3 separate regions of the Zea mays genome follow, and regions 2 and 3 are each linked to region 1. A link is a contact called in public Hi-C data. All regions are on one chromosome and are shown on one strand. Each heading gives the region's core, a stretch centred on a gene start, on an enhancer-like site or on the middle of the called end of the contact. The rest is flanking DNA. Distances are from core to core; before and after follow the strand shown. Region 1 holds the start of LOC103632727 (putative 1-phosphatidylinositol-3-phosphate 5-kinase FAB1C). Region 2 has its middle 73 kb from the start of LOC100501848. Region 3 holds the start of LOC100273108.

Evidence for each region. A called contact is a pair of places that touch in the nucleus more often than the background predicts.
Region 2: a contact with region 1 is called in a Hi-C map of tassel, with 2.0 times the contacts expected there. The contact joins the enhancer-like site here to the promoter of LOC103632727 in region 1. A contact is called at or near these places in 2 of 25 Hi-C or Micro-C datasets (ear and tassel).
Region 3: a Hi-C map of ear shows a contact between it and region 1, with 2.6 times the contacts expected there. The contact joins the promoter of LOC100273108 here to the promoter of LOC103632727 in region 1. A contact is called at or near these places in 2 of 25 Hi-C or Micro-C datasets (ear and leaf mesophyll).

Annotation. Positions count from the first base shown.
Region 1 is chr7:113,722,610-113,725,309 of Zm-B73-REFERENCE-NAM-5.0, forward strand. It overlaps LOC103632727 (putative 1-phosphatidylinositol-3-phosphate 5-kinase FAB1C), which reads right to left and starts at 1,390. Exons shown (of 11, transcript XM_008654468.3): 1 at 419-1,390. The coding sequence starts at 684.
Region 2 is chr7:114,028,522-114,031,221 of Zm-B73-REFERENCE-NAM-5.0, forward strand. No RefSeq gene overlaps it. Among protein-coding and RNA genes, the nearest start is that of LOC100501848, 73 kb to the right of the region's middle. Within about 2 kb of position 1,275, at least 16 of the 20 cell types and tissues checked have an H3K27ac peak or open chromatin away from gene starts, as enhancers often do. A contact at or near this core is called in ear and tassel, where this site is marked.
Region 3 is chr7:113,401,994-113,404,868 of Zm-B73-REFERENCE-NAM-5.0, forward strand. LOC100273108 reads right to left here and starts at 1,428. Exons shown (of 7, transcript NM_001147557.2): 1 at 1,033-1,428; 2 at 342-511; 3 at 15-241. The coding sequence starts at 1,150.

The DNA.
Region 1 (2,700 bases), core at 140-2,639:
ACCCCAATCAGAATTCAGAAAGACAATTGACAAATCACAAAGATATACACATGTCATGTGTTTGCCCTAGCCAGCCAATATGTTTGTAACTTGCCCACGCCGGCACTGCCGGTGTTGTTTGGTTCGCCGAAATGTAACGCAAATGGCATGGGGTAATGGATACTGATACTTTTGTTTAGTTGAGCTCTTTCTAGTAACCATTCCAATTATAACTAGTAACCATTACCGCCGGTAAGAGATCCCATTATCATTACTGAACCAAACAGCACAGTTTCAAGTCCATAGAAAAAGGAAGGATAAATACAGTTCCCAGTCAATCGACCAGACAACTTAAACTTCCATGTTTTTAAGCAACGCTTGACTTTTTTAGGTATCTATTTACGGCAAGTTGTAAGAACTGCGGTAGACTTGCATTTACCTAGTATCACAGCCGGGAGGATGAGAGCGCGGGCCGGCATCGGCTTGGCCTCCAGATCTCGCCTCGGTCAGGCGGCGCGGGGGCGTGGGCGGCCCGACGGGCGAAGCCGGCCCCTGGGCCTTGGGCGTGGTCACGCCATGGCCCGCCTCCTGGCACCGCCGCGTCTCGATCCGCGCGAGCTCGCCCTTGTGCACGTGCCGCTGCTCCAGGTCAGTGGCGGCGGCAAGGGATCTGGCCTTACCCACCGCGAACTCCAGCAACCCCATCCCCGATAGGGCGATACGGCACGCTAAGATCAAAACCAACTGTGGGGAAAGATGGAGAAGTTCCGAACAAGTAGCAGGAGACGAGGCGAAGCGACGCGGCCACGCCCGAAGCTTCCTTCGTCCGCTGATTGCGTCCCGTCCAAGTCAGCGCCTCACCACACCCGACACGGGACCAACCACCCTGCGCGGGTGCGGCAGGGCCAGCGGCCCGCGGCGCCGCTGAGTGAGACGGCTCTCCCGCGGTCCCGCCTCCAGCGAGAGAGAGAAAGAGAGAGCGCGCGCGCAATGCCGCCGGGACCGGGGTTCAGCTTCGGCAGGTGCGGGGACGGGGGGACGGCGCGCGAGAGGCGGGGTCGGGAGATGCCAATTCAGAGCCGCGCCGCGTAGCGAGTAGGACGGCAGGACGAGAACGCAGAGTGCATGCTCGGAGAGACGGAGGTTGGAGAAGAGCGGCGGCGGCGGCGGCGGCGGCGGTTCTTATTATGTGGGGCGGGTGGGAGATTTGCGAGAGATACAGGACAGTGACGGGCAGACGCTCGCCGCGGCGGGTGGGATTTTTATTTAACCGCTTGGGCGCGCGCGGTGGAAATCCTGGCTCGTTATCCGGTGTCCCTCCGTTTCGATGGCCAGGAAGGAAAGCATGAGACGGGGACGGGTCTCAAGTCTGTGTGAGAAAAAAAAAATTGTTATTTTGCCGCTCTCAAGTTTGTGTGATGAGTACCGTGTGCGTCTTGTCGTCGGCGGACGGCGGGTGGCTTTCTTGCTTTGGCTAGCGTCCATTTTCCCCTGGCCTTGTTTTTTTACTAGCACTCATATATTGACGTTCTTTACCACTAAAATCAGAGGAGGAATGTGAGCCAACTAAAATCAACAGTGGAAGGTCTTTTTCTTAGAGAAGAGGATACATATGTTGGATGTATTCAGGTCACCATCCATTCTACATTTCTACTCTGTTTTCTTGTGTCGATGGTACGATTCTCTTGTGTCAATGCAAAAGGTTTAGGTGTTGTTTAGTTCACGAAATGTAATATAACTAGTAACGGTAATGATTTACACTCGAGTACCGGTGGTAACAAGTTTGAATAGATCGGTATTAGTTTCTAGTGTGATATTTAATTACGATTGAAGCTAAACAAACATGATATAATGTTATCAGTTCTCCATCACGTTATAAATACGCTAACCAAACGGCAACTTATATGACATGAATTATTGAATTTTTACTGTCTATATAAAAAACATAAAGCACACAACTATATAGCCAATATATACTCAATGTTTTAAAGACAAATTTATATGTGCTCAAAAAATGGATGGATAAAATAAGGAAATGACTATTTACGCGGTGTTATTTCTTTCCATACCCACACCTTTACACTGTATTTTGAAAGTAATAGCGAAGAGGAACCAACTATATTCTATGACAAGCGATAAAGTAATTGGGACTTCTTTATGGCTCTTAATTCCAAAAAAATAAAACATAAAGTACGGTGATTGAGACCCACATACGAAGTGGCACATGGGGTTATCGTGTCTTTATAGGTTAGGGATGTGTGCTAATCAGTTATGTTAGTGCAATTGCGCAATCAAGTGATCCGGTACATCCAATCAAAATTCAACAGTGACTACTATTTTATATTTAACCCCTTCAACCTAATCCTAAAACCTAGTTGTTATTTTACATTTAACCTTTTCCATCTAAAATAGCAATCATCGTTGGATTTTTTTGATTTTTATTGAATACACTAGATCATTTGATTGTATGATTACACCAATATAACTGATTGCATAGATATGTTTCCCTAGTAGTAAATACAGTATCATCTTTTTTTTACTCCGAGGCTATTTTTATGGAAATTTTGTAATACTTCTTTAACATTATCACAACATCAAAAGTGTTATAAAACTAAGAATAAAAATTGTCTTTTAATATAAAAGTTTGTTTCACTATTTCACACACTAACATATTAACTAAATGACCGATAAAAAAATAGTAAAATATTGTAACTAAATCAC
Region 2 (2,700 bases), core at 25-2,524, 310 kb after region 1:
CTCCACCATACCAAGCATGTATTGTATAGGTCCCTCCCTCGTTACGGGCGGGATGGGCTTGCAGAATACCTAGTGTATTCACCCAGATTTTATTTATGTTTTTCAGCAGCTGAAGACTTCTTTTCTGCTATGTTCGACTAGAAGGGGGTTGTGTCTGCACCTAGTCTGCCTGTGGCTTGGGCTAGATGATCTTCCATTGTGCTATGTTCCCAGGCTCGCTAGAGCTTGTATTTTGGTATTGTAATAACTATTATTCGAAACTCTATACTATTTGAAGAAATGAATGTATTTACTAGCCTCCTGGGACTAGTGATTGTATCACATTTGAGTCTCAAAGGATCGGGACGCTTCATATGGCTAGAGACATTATGTCTGTTGCTGCCTCAATTACTTCTTGGGAGTCTACTTTCAGTTTGTCTGGCAGGATTCTTGAGGATCGGCAATGACGCTTGAACGTAGAGACAGTGGAGATGTTGGTGTGCATCAAAGATTGGGAGCTAGGCCAACAACGGACACAACATGATATGGTGGACAATGAGTTAGAGGAGTCCTTCAAAGAGATTTGGCTGGATGAAGAAGGTGCTGCTGCCTGAGTTTGAATTGATCTTGTGAGGCTGAGAATGTGAAGTGTAAAGTGTTTCTGAATTCTGATCTGATCTGACACTTTGGCTTGTAATAACTTTAAATATTTTAATTATAAACTGAGCTGGTCGTACTTTTTTTCCTTTCTAGGGTTTCTTACGAGGTGTGAGTTTTACCTAAGAATGTTTTTAATGAGGCGGCATTGCACTAACAGCTCAATATTTGTGTACATTTTATTCAAACTGTGTTGAATGTTGATTGTGCATGTTTTTGTTCAAACTATGTTTTTCTGTTACTCTTCTGGGCCAGGTCTTTTCGGGCTGGCTCGGCCCGAAAAACGGCCCGAAGGGCCGTGCCTAGGCCCCTAGCGAGGCACACAGGACTGTACAGACCCGGTCCGATAGGCCCGTGGGCCTATTCGTGCCATGCCTATTTAGGCCGTGTCTGGTCTGGGCCCGGACCGTGCCGTATCAGGCGGTCCGCTTGCTCATCTATGGATTGATGTGAGAGGCCGTAAAAGATATTCTTTGTATTCCGGATGAAAAAAAAAAATCCACTCCAGCATCCTGCTGCCTGCAGCGTGGCGTGGAGGCGGTCCGTTTGCTGGGAGCGGCTTCAAGCGTACGCGCGTGGCTTGTCCGCTGGCCACGGCCCACAGGAGCGCCATGGCGTGGTTGCGGTGGCAGCCTGAGGAGGCGTTGGCGGCCCAAGCCGAGGAGGCGCTAGCGACCCGATGGAGGCTGAGGCATGGGCGCATGGCCCATGCGGTTAGGTGGAATTTGAGTTTGGGCTGGATTAGGACTGCAAGTCCTTATAAATAGAGACTGTTTTTTTCTTTTTCTTAGAACGCACATTAGAAATTTTAGACTCTAGATTAGATTTATTGGAGAGATTAATCTAGATTTTTCAGGAGATATCAAGGGAGAACTCTCTGGTGCTTTGGAGGAGCACTTTTGTACACAAATTTTGATGATTAAATAATTGATTATGCAATATTAGTGCGGCAATGTTATTCCTCTTTCTTTGTTTGATTAATTGGATTATTAGTTTTGGTTCTAGATTGAATATTTGTTTTCAATGGTGACCGATGTTTTGGCACATCTAGATTATTACTAAGGCATCTATTAACTGATCTACAAAGTTTGAGATATTAATCTTTTCCGGTTATTGTTTAATTTCGAAAGAGTAGCGCTATTTGAAGAAAAGTTTATTCAGCACCGGTTGAGATGGTTTGGTCATGTCCACCGGAATGCCTCAAAGACACCGGTGCATAGAGGCATCATAAGACGGGACAATAATGTGAAGAGATGTAGAAATTGATCAAACTTAACATGGGAGGAAGCAATCAAAAGGGATTTGAAGGAATGAAAAGTTGTGTTTGGATAGAAGTGCTTGGAAAGAAGCTATCCACATGACTGAACCGTGATTATGCCTTTTTTTTCTTTTAGTGCTTCAAAAGCTTTTCTCCTCCCCTTTCTCTTTCTTTATCCTTTTGGTGACATCTTATTGGCTTTCAACTCTAGCATATCCCAACTTGCTTGAGACTAAAAGACTATGTTGATGTTGATGATGATGATGATGTTTAATTTCGAAATTAGATCTAGATTAATTTTCATTACTCTCTGGATCAATGATCTTGTTTCGTTAATAACTTTAGACCAGAATTCCGATCGACGCGATTATAGTTGGGTTAGACATAATTTTATCTAGTTTAATCTGTTACATTTTGAGATCAATCCAAGTTATGGATTTTGGTCGGCAATGTTTTTACTAACGTAACAACAATCTGTTCAGATTTATAAAAGTGCTATATTTTGGTTTTGTGATTAGAAGAAAGTGGCGTAAATATTTTTATGCTTCCGCAATATTTCACCGCCCTGATTGCCTATTTTAACGTCATACGATCCTAAAGATATCTCGACGAAGCATCAGACAGACTAAATTATCAAAATTTTTATTTGCTGAGTCTGAGCTAGAGCATTTGGTGCGTTGTATTTCAGGCAAAGGGTCGCTGAACCCTAAAAAAATGGCTATTGTGGAGCGGTGGCCTACACCAAAGAATTAAGGAGTTGAGGGATATTCTGGGCTTAACAGGATATTGTACAAAGTTTATTAGGC
Region 3 (2,875 bases), core at 178-2,677, 320 kb before region 1:
TAAACCAGGAGTACCTTGTTCCATAGAAACCAACAGTAGAACTGGCCGCAGCGTTGTTGTTGATGGCAAAAGGCGGCTGCTTGAACGCAGTACCGTTCGGAAGGCTAGGCGAGCTCTGGACCCTGAACATCGGACTGTTCTGGTTGAACGGCGACGAGACCGGAGTGACTCTAGCCCCGTTCAGCGCATGCTGCGTGCGGTGCGCGGCGGCGTAGTGCGTGCTGTCGGGGCCGAACGACCTCTGCAAAAGCATCATCAGAGGCCCGAAAAGGGACCTAGATGTATCAGTAAAAACTCGGAAGCTGACATGGACCAGAACCAAGAAGGGCAGCCGCGCAAACCTGGTGCGTGAGGATACGAGGGGCCGGGTTCTTGGCGCCGTCGAAGGAGGAGAACTGGGGGAACGAAGCTGACCGGAACGACATCAACGCCGGGGCGGCGCCGGGCTTGCTAGCGAAGGACCAGTCCATTGCCGGGGCTGCTGCTGCTGCTCCTGCTCCGCCGAAGTAAGCTGGGGAGAGAGATTGCACACATGCCTCTGACAATCAGACGCCGGCACATAAATACACACAGCAAAGCAAGAACCCAGAGATGGATCCGTTAACCATCCCCATCCCACACGAGCGATCAGACTACTAGCAGCTCGAAATCAACTAACGACACGCGCGGCTGTCCGAAAGGCTCGGCCAGCCTCTCCCGGAAACATCGTCGCTTTCTTCACGTATTAACTCTCCCCACAATCGAGCGTACACGGCAGGCCGGCCGTCAAAAGGAATTCGGCAGGCATGCCAGCCAAGCAAGCCCACACTCTTTGTTGCGAAGATAAAGTAATCAGCAACAAAACACACACAGAGAAAAGAGAGAGAGAGAGGAAAGGGACGCTTGAATTTCGCAGCGCACCCATGCCGCATCTCGCCGCACCGAATGGAGCGAACCCAACCCCAGCACGGCAAGAAACTAGGGCACGGCTCGGTGCGGGCACAGATCAAGAAACGCAGCGCGGCAGGCGGCGAAAGGAGGCCGGGAGCATACCAGATTCCTCCGCGCCTGCCTCCTCCTTGTGCGGGTGCTGCTGCTCCTTGCCGATCGCGGCCAGGAAATCCCTCTCCATCCAACTGGACTCCGGAAAGGAGGCACCAGATTTTGCCATGCCCTCCCGAGGTAACTGCTGGTGGGTGGAGTGGAGAGACAAACAGCGGCAGCCCCCTCCAGGCTCAAGCAAGCTCTGTGAAGCCTCTCTCCCCTCAGCTCCTCGCCTTCTCGTCCGCCCCTCCACTAGCTAGTGATGACGGTGCGCGGCAGCATTGAAAATTCTCCTCTCTCTTCTCCTCTCCTCTTGTAGTTGTAGGCCTGCCGTGTGCCCGTGTGTGCTATTTGTGTTTGTTTAATGGCTTGCGCTTCACTTTTTAATTGAAAACGAGGGCATTAGGAAACAAAAAAATAATTAAAAATAGGAGTAGGAAACAAAAGAAATAAAGGAGTGGTTCGCGTGGCGACTAGGGGCCAGCGGGCCCGGGCCGCGGTGACCGGATCGCTCGCGTCGTTCTCGGCGGGGCCCGCGCCACGTTTACCGGTTCCCCCGGTCGAGTCCCCCACGTGGTACGACACAACGTCCTTCCTGCTGCACTCTGCCTGGTTACGTCGAACGCCACTGACATTTTGGGCGGAGAGGAATGGAACCCCGCATGTCGGTGGAAGAGTGTGCGGCGACCGAGCGTCCAGCGTGGCTCAGACGCGGTGGGCGGGTCGTTGATAGGACGACACGTGTCCGGGAAGGAGAGCGCACGAGGTGAACCGTGGTGGGCGGCCAGTGGCTCCCGCGGTGGGGCCTCGGGATTCTCTGCGCGGGGAACGGGTCCCACGTGAGTTCTGCTCCGGACCACGATTCACGAGGCCACCGAACTTTTTACATTTTAACCTTGTTTTAGGACCGTTTGTTTTCTCGTTAAACTTTAGCACTATATTTTTTTCTTCTGAAGTTTAGACGCTAAAGAAACAAACATGTGACAAAAAGTGTTGTGCTAAAGTTTAGCATATATTAGCACTTTAGCTCAACCAAAGATGATAAAACTATGCTAAAAATAGTCTCCAATCCTATTTTGCATGGATTACCCCTTTCACTCTCCCACCATTGGCCGCCGCAGTTGATAAAGTTTAGCACTTTATCCAAACAGTCCTCAAGTGCTAATGTTTAGCACATGCTAAATTTTAGCAGCCGCTAAACTTTAGCACTAGAGATATAAACATACCCTTAATTTTAATTTCGTATCTCTAATACAACTATTAATGTGTTTGGATTAATGGTATCTTACTCATTTAGTATATGGCTATATGCCAGGTAGAATGAAAAGCTGATGTGACATGTGAGTAAAGAGGAAAGAGAATAAAGATTTTAATAGAGATGTCGCTCAGGCACGATTCATACTCTTGTATACATCTAACATTTAATAATCCTGTAAGACTATTGAACATCAGATGATATTATAATTAGGACAACTATATCTTGTATAGCAACATATGATTTGGCAAGTTGTATATCGTGATAAGAAATAGTGGGTTAGGAATAGCCTAAGGCTACTCCAAATAAGAGTTTCATTGTGTTATTCTTAATATTGCGCACCATCAAGAATGAGATGAAAAAAGAATAAAACATGCAAAAGTTTTAGTTCATGATTTTACATGCTAAAATGTCAATTAAATGTTGCATCGAAATGACCAATAAAAATGTATGAAATGAAAAAAATTGCTCTCAATGGTGGTTTCATGTGTTTTTCAATAACTTCAAAATAAGTTGATATTGTTTCATGATGATGAAACTATGTCCATTCGTTTCAAGATAAATATGGTGTTATGTCATCCAAAAATCTGACGTGGC